Linked DNA regions of Mus musculus: region 1 is linked to region 2. Evidence: chromatin contacts called from public Hi-C data. All regions are on one chromosome and are shown on one strand. The core of a region is the stretch at or near the end of the contact, and the rest is flanking DNA. Distances in the headings are between cores, read along the strand shown. Region 1 has its middle 28 kb from the start of Leprot. Region 2 overlaps Ak4 (adenylate kinase 4).

Region 1 (3,384 bases), core at 599-3,098, 250 kb before region 2:
TGGGCTTTGTAAGTGTGCCCTAGAAATGTTCATAGTTCTAAACGGAGGATATCATTATCATCAACATCTCCACTGGATAGACAAGAAACTAGGGAATTCGAAGTTTTAAGTAAAATGCCCAGAGTCCAGAAGCTAATCAGTACTGAAGCCTGGTGTTAAACCTATTTAAAACTATGTCTTAACTGATATATTGCAATATTATATAAAAATAACAGTATTAGTAAAAGACTCAAAGAAGCTTCATTGTGATGAACATATCTCAGTTGGGATACTACATGTAGTCTAGAACTTCATTTCTTCTTTAGATATAGATAAAAATTAGGTAATAGATTCAATAGGTTGGTAGATGGATGATAAAACAAATGGTAGATAGATAGATAGATAGATAGATAGATAGATAGATAGATAGGTACATACATACATACATACATACATACATACATACATACATAGACAGATAGACAGATAGGAATGGTGGACAGATGATAAGTAGAGGGAGATAGATAGATGATAGATAGATAGATAGATAGATAGATAGATAGAAAGAAAGATAGAAAGAAAGAAAGAAAGATAGATAGATAGATAGATAGATAGATAGATAGATTATGATAGATGAATAGACACACAAACAAAATAGATAAGACCTTACAAAGGCATAGTCATAACATAATCTGAGAGTGCTAGAGAGCATGTTTCATGAGATATGAATAGAGAAACCAAGAACCCAATCTAAGAGGTGACATTAAATGCACAGATTTGAATAGCTATGTGTATTGTCTGGAAATGGGCCTATGTGTTGAGTTCAGCCAAAGTGACCTCTCTTCTGAGTTTTGTGACCTTGCCTGAGTTTTTCACCTTTAAAGTATGTGAGATGATCACTTCTTAGCTGCTTGGAAGCATTAGAAACAACAAATATGAACTCTCTTGACACAGCCCTGCAACACAGAATGTGGTCCAAATAATGATATTACTGCTATTTTTGGAAGGAAAGAGCAAAGACTCTACCTCCAATGGCAGCTGTCAGGGAACTTGCTTCCAAGTGAGCATCCATCCCTAGAGACATTTAGCCAGATGTCTAAAGGTAAAATAAAGGAAACTAGTTTTCAGATAAAACATGAGTCCTTTTATAGATGAGATTGTATAAACACCTGTGCTTTCTCTTACCTGCAGAATGATGTCGCCAGCAAGCAGAGCCCACACTTCCAGTTGCAGTGGGGGGGTAAGAGTCAAGAAGACACGGCCCCTGTCATTTCCACCCTGCTTGGGTCTAGTGGCTTACCCCTTCTAGATTAATGAAGAAAGAACTATCTGTATTCTTAGGCTGGGGGAACCTTCATTTAGGAAAGCAGCCCCGAGGTGTTGATGACTTTGGCATCCACTAGGTTTTTTTGTTTGTTTGTTTGTTTGTTTAAGAAGAAGAAGGAGAACACAATTAATGTAGTCCTTTTCACTTACAGAAATAGCTAAATGACCCAGAGGAATCAAGTTGGTTGAGTGGGTTAAAATCAGATATGGAAAGCCTGCAGTTACCTTATTTAGGTCTCCAAGTAGTGGCAGTTGTGTGACTTACGTGTGGGGTCCGGGCACTGTCATTTTACTGCCTCACACTAGCACACCATTGGTGGAAAGAGTTTTATCTGTGCCTTTTTCCTTAATGAGAGTGTTTTGAGGACCTGAGTTGCTCTTTGCCTTGTCGTTTGAACTATATTTCATCACAGGCCGTTTTACTATGTTTGGAAATTCATCCAGGATGAGGAAAAAGCCAAATTACAAACTGGCCTCAAGCCTCGGGGAAATATCTTGGGCATTTTGTTTACAGGCCAGAGGGCTGACATCTGCCCCTTTGAAGGCTTGCTCTTGACACATTTCTGGCCAGACTACACTGAGGAAGTAGATGTTCTAAGTGCAGGGGATGTTGTGTTTCTCTTTCAGGCTTTGGAAAGTTTTCACAATATGAAATGGATTAAAGCAGAAGCACGCTCTGTCCCACACATGATCCTCCTGCCTGAGGACAGCCTTCCATTCAGTCCCAGAGAGAGCACTCTCCATACATCCTTAGATACTTACTCCAAGGTATCAGTCTCTCCCCACTCTGCCACCGTGCTCTTTACAGTGCTGGCTCCTTCAGTCTCCTGCCTCTCCACATAATTTCCAGTTATGTATTTAACTCTGTGGTGATTATTTGTCTCTCTCCCCAAATAAACGTAAGATGTCATTTGATCCATTGTGTCCTGACATTTAGCACAGTATTGGCACAAGGAAAAAGTATCAATTGAATGAGTGTATCCATTCCAACTTTATATGCCATTAAATCACACAGCTAAATAACTCAATGTCAACTTCCCAAGAACTATGGCTTCTCAGAAAGTTAAGAGGTCAACCCAACCTCTCACCACAGCTACATGTTCCTTCCTTTGGTCCCCATTTCCTCATTTAAAAATATGCCCTGGGCCAGGCATGGTGGTACATGCCTTTAATCTCAGGACTAAAAAGGCCGAGGCTGAAGGTTCTCTGTGAGTTCGAGGCCACCCTGGTCTACATAGTGAGTTTCAGGATAGTTAGGGCTACTTAGTGAGACCCTATCTCAAAACAAACAACAACAAAATGTCACTGTAGAACGTGTGTGTGTGTGTGTGTGTGTGTGTGTGTGTGTGTCCCTGGAAACATGATTCTTGTTTGCCCATCAAAGTCGGACAAAGGTCCTTTAGGAAAACAGACTGAGAAGATCTTTCTTGCCTGGCCACGTGGGCAGAAGCATGTATGCCAAAGGGCATGAGTGACACAGTGTATAGCCCCAGACTTGACACATCCCAGTACTACCTATGACTACACTGTTTGCAGATGGTGTTTATGGAAAAAGTAAAACTTTAACTCAAGGATACACGTGGTTAGCTAATAGTAATGGTTTCTGATTAGGCAGCCTGAGAGACTTGCTTCTGGTTTTTTTCTATGCCCTGACCCGAGAGTCCCTTAAAATAAATTCACATGAGAACTAAGTCCCCCATACTCCTCCTTACAGCAAGCACTCAGAATCCATCCTGACTGACAATAGAGCCCACCTGTTCCATCTGTTTTGTTTTTGCTTTGTTCTTTTGTTTTGTTTTGATGTAGGGAGACAATTAGAAATAATCAACCAAAAAAAAAAAAAAAAAACCCTCTGCAGGACCCAGTAGAGTAGCGCAGCACATGATGTGAGATGTGATCATCTATTCACCCTACACAGCATTCCAACAAAGGACCAAAGAAACAATCCTGCCCAAGGTTAGCTTAGCCAGCCAGCGAATGCATCGAGGTTCCTTACAGAGCGCAGGTGAGCAGTTACCTACTGGAGTATGGATGACGGGGAAGTCAGGTGCAACACCAAAACCTACCCAACAGGGGTGA
Region 2 (3,380 bases), core at 796-3,295:
TCTTGTGCACGTGCTTACAACAGCCCCAGGAGCTTCCAGGCGAGTTTGCCACCTGCCTGTAGGTCGCTGGAATTAAAGATGCAAGCCAGCCATCACATCCAGCCTCTCACCCGGGGTCCTGGGTTCCAGGAACTGAGCTCAAGTCACCATCAAGCTGGCATGGCAAGCACTTTTATCTATTGAACCATCTACCTGACCCTTTATTTAAACATTTTTAAAGGGACAATTTTATCTCAGTAAAGCTGGTTTATATATTAACAGCAGCAACAGAAATGAATTTCTTCTAACGACAATCTGACCTACCAAACCTTAAGCTTACTCACTCCATGCATCTCATGGAGTGGGCCACGATCCTCTCTCTTCTCCATTTTAAGTTTACTCTACCTGCCAATGTTTGAACAGCAGATCCTTCCTCCACTTGGAGCTTAGATCAAGCATCTCAGTAAGACCTGTCTTCAACCTGACCCCACTATGGTACAATGCTTGCCCATCTCGGATGTAGTGACCTTCCAGTGACCAGTCATCACTGTGGTATGCTATCTTCCTGGCATACTTAACACAGGATATAAAACATAATAAATGGGGCAGGAGAGATGGCTCAGTGGTTAAGAGCACTGACTGCTCTTCCAGAGGTGTCTGAGTTCAATTCTCACATGGTGGCTCACAACCATCCGTAATGGGATCCGATGGACTCTTCTGGTGTGTGTCTGAAGACAGCTACAATGTACTCATATAAATAAAAGTAAATAAATCTAAAAAATAAAACATAAGAAATGACACTTTGCTCTGGTATGTCTAAAACCTCTGAACTCAACTGCTATTAATTAACTTACTATTTAAATGGTGAGAGACTATGACTGAAGTCATTATTAACAACCAAAGGAAACCCGTTACTGGGAGAAGAAAATGAACTAAGATACAGATGGTATGAAGAAGTCCCAGAAAAGTGCCACCTGTGGTGGGAACTGTGCAAAAAGCTTCAAAGCCAAGGCTGAAAACAGATTCAGAAAATGAAAGGCATTAGGCATTCCAGGGGAAAGTTAAGGCTGAGCAATGTCCCCAGCCCACCGGGTCATTGACTTCAAAACTCCACCCACACACGCACGCACACAGCACCAGACCTCACTGGAACATCATGAGACACCTACAACATGAACCATCATAAGCCATAAGTTCAAAATGGTCAAAGAACAAGGTTTGCATGCATGCCTCCCCATGCCTAGCGCTGGCACAAAACTGATTCAAATGCCTAATGATGGAACAGTGGGCTCCCGCAATATTGCAAACCTCACACTGTTACAGCGAAGACTCATGTCTACCCCAACCCCGCAGATGGTCTATTTTAGACCTAGCTGGTCCTTTTGGGGATGGAGGTGGTGCTACCTTCCTCATAGAAGTATTTCAAATGTTTCAAGGGTAGAGAGCTTCTGGAAAGAAAAAAATCTACAAATCTCTAGTCTTACCAAACTTGTTTCCTGGAACAACAGCCCAAACTGGCCTTAAATTCTCAATCCTCCTGCCTCAGCCTCCTGCGAACTAGCATTTGGAGTATGTGCCACCCTGCCATCCCAACTTTTCTGCACCTCGACACACTTTTGGAGAGCTAAGCTGCCATGAGCTTCTGCCACCTGCTGTGCTTGTCCAAAGTGTCTCCTGCACCTAAGATTTAAGAGAATTGCCAATGACAACTTTTAAAGGTGAGACTTCTAAAGGTATTAGCTCACGGGCTCCCTGGAGAATGGGGTTGCCTTGCCTATTGCAAAAGGTCCGAGGACTGCTCAGTTATAGTTTGTAAGTATAACTATATAGTTTAGTTACAATATCAGGGGGGAGAGAAACAACTTAGAATTTGGGCATGGTGTCATGGCCTGTAATCCCAGCACTCAGTGCGAAGCTGAGGCAGGAGGATAAGTGACTAAAACTTACCTGGGTCTCCATGGTCAGACAATGTCAAAAACAAAAGGGCAGGCAGTCAGCATGATGGCTCAGAAGGGAAAGGCACTTGCCACTAAGTCTGATGACCTATTATTGCTCAACCCCTGACACCCACACCCACACAGCAGAACTGACTCCTATAAACTGTCCTCTGACCTCCACCTCCGAGTGCACAACCACCCCACACAAATATATATAATAAATTTTCAAAAATAGCAGCAATAAAAAGCTTTAAGCAGCATTTAGCCCTCCCCCTTCATCCCTTTAGCATATGAGCAGTGCTCAGAAAGCCAGCCCAGAATCACAGATCCTCACAGTGCCTTGTACCTGGAACCTGCCAGCTTTCAGATACGTATGAAATGGCCAGGCAACATGACACATACCCATGATTTGAGCATGGTAAGAGGCTGGGGCAGGATCCAGTTCACAGCCACCCTGGGCTACACATTGAGTTACAGGCCAGGCCAGTAAGGACCACATAGCAAGATCCTATTTCTGTCTGCTTGCTCCAAGAAATGTTGAAGTAAATTTCTGTTGCTTTAAACTACAGTGTGAAACATTTTGTGTTAGCAGGCAAACAGGTTAAGATACTGTCTCAAAATGGCATTTCTAACCAGGTGAGTGGTAGAAGAATCAATCTAATGTCCAAGACAACCTGGGATATAGACAATTTCAAGCTGACCAAAGCTATGCAGTAAGACTGAATATCAACAAAAACAAAAATGCAGTCAATGGAGGCCCATCGATTACAAACTTGAGGGAAACACATTCTACTAGATCCTCCAGCGTTGTCAGAAGGTAGCACGCGATAAAGAACGTGATCCGAGCTGAAGACGAGCCCCAGGCTTGAATGAGTTTCTCTAGCTGTCTGACCTAGGAAGGGCAAGTTGCTCAACCCCTGGGGACATTTGCTTATTTTAGAATTATATAACAAGAACTGCTACTTTGTACATAGATAGGCAGGTAAATTATAACAGGAAGAAAAGAGCCAGCCCAGGCCCTGGCAGATGTTAAACTCCCTGCAAACTTAGGACCAAACACCAAGAATTACAAAACACCCTGGTCAGTGGTGCAAATAAAAAAAATTATATGTTTATTAAAGTACTAAGTCTAGAAAATAATTAATCGTTAGCTTCTTCAGAATCTGATGATCAGGACTAATGCCGCAGTATTTTCACACTAAACTAATGCCTGCTGCCAGGCCATTTCTCTAGTATAAAAGTTGTCAGGTTTAGAGGTGAGGCTGTTAAAATGTAACATCAACCATCCAAAATGGACCTCTTGGGGCTGCACAAATGAGACCTTCTGTACCGTGTCTGAAAGGCCAAACAGAACTAAATGGGGGCGGGGAGGGGGAGGTGCAGAGAGTAACCCTAAAACCTGTCTATCACTACTTATGCTTTTAAAAAAAAGTCAGTTTGCTCAAAGGAAGCCCATGTTTGAAT

Evidence for each region. A called contact is a pair of places that touch in the nucleus more often than the background predicts.
Region 1: a Hi-C map of liver shows a contact between it and region 2, with 4 times the contacts expected there. The contact joins two enhancer-like sites. A contact is called at or near these places in 1 of 484 Hi-C or Micro-C datasets (liver), 2 of 115 datasets of contacts at active chromatin or transcription factors (embryonic hindbrain and embryonic stem cells) and 1 of 9 other capture datasets (pancreatic islet).

The regions. Positions count from the first base shown.
Region 1 is chr4:101,674,390-101,677,773 of GRCm38.p6, reverse strand. No RefSeq gene overlaps it. Among named protein-coding and RNA genes, the nearest start is that of Leprot, 28 kb to the right of the region's middle. Within about 2 kb of position 1,848, at least 26 of the 459 cell types and tissues checked have an H3K27ac peak or open chromatin away from gene starts, as enhancers often do. A contact at or near this core is called in liver, where this site is marked.
Region 2 is chr4:101,427,931-101,431,310 of GRCm38.p6, reverse strand. The region is part of intron 1 of Ak4 (adenylate kinase 4); the gene reads right to left. Among named protein-coding and RNA genes, the nearest start is that of Ak4, 9.9 kb to the right of the region's middle. Within about 2 kb of position 2,045, at least 4 of the 459 cell types and tissues checked have an H3K27ac peak or open chromatin away from gene starts, as enhancers often do. A contact at or near this core is called in liver, where this site is marked.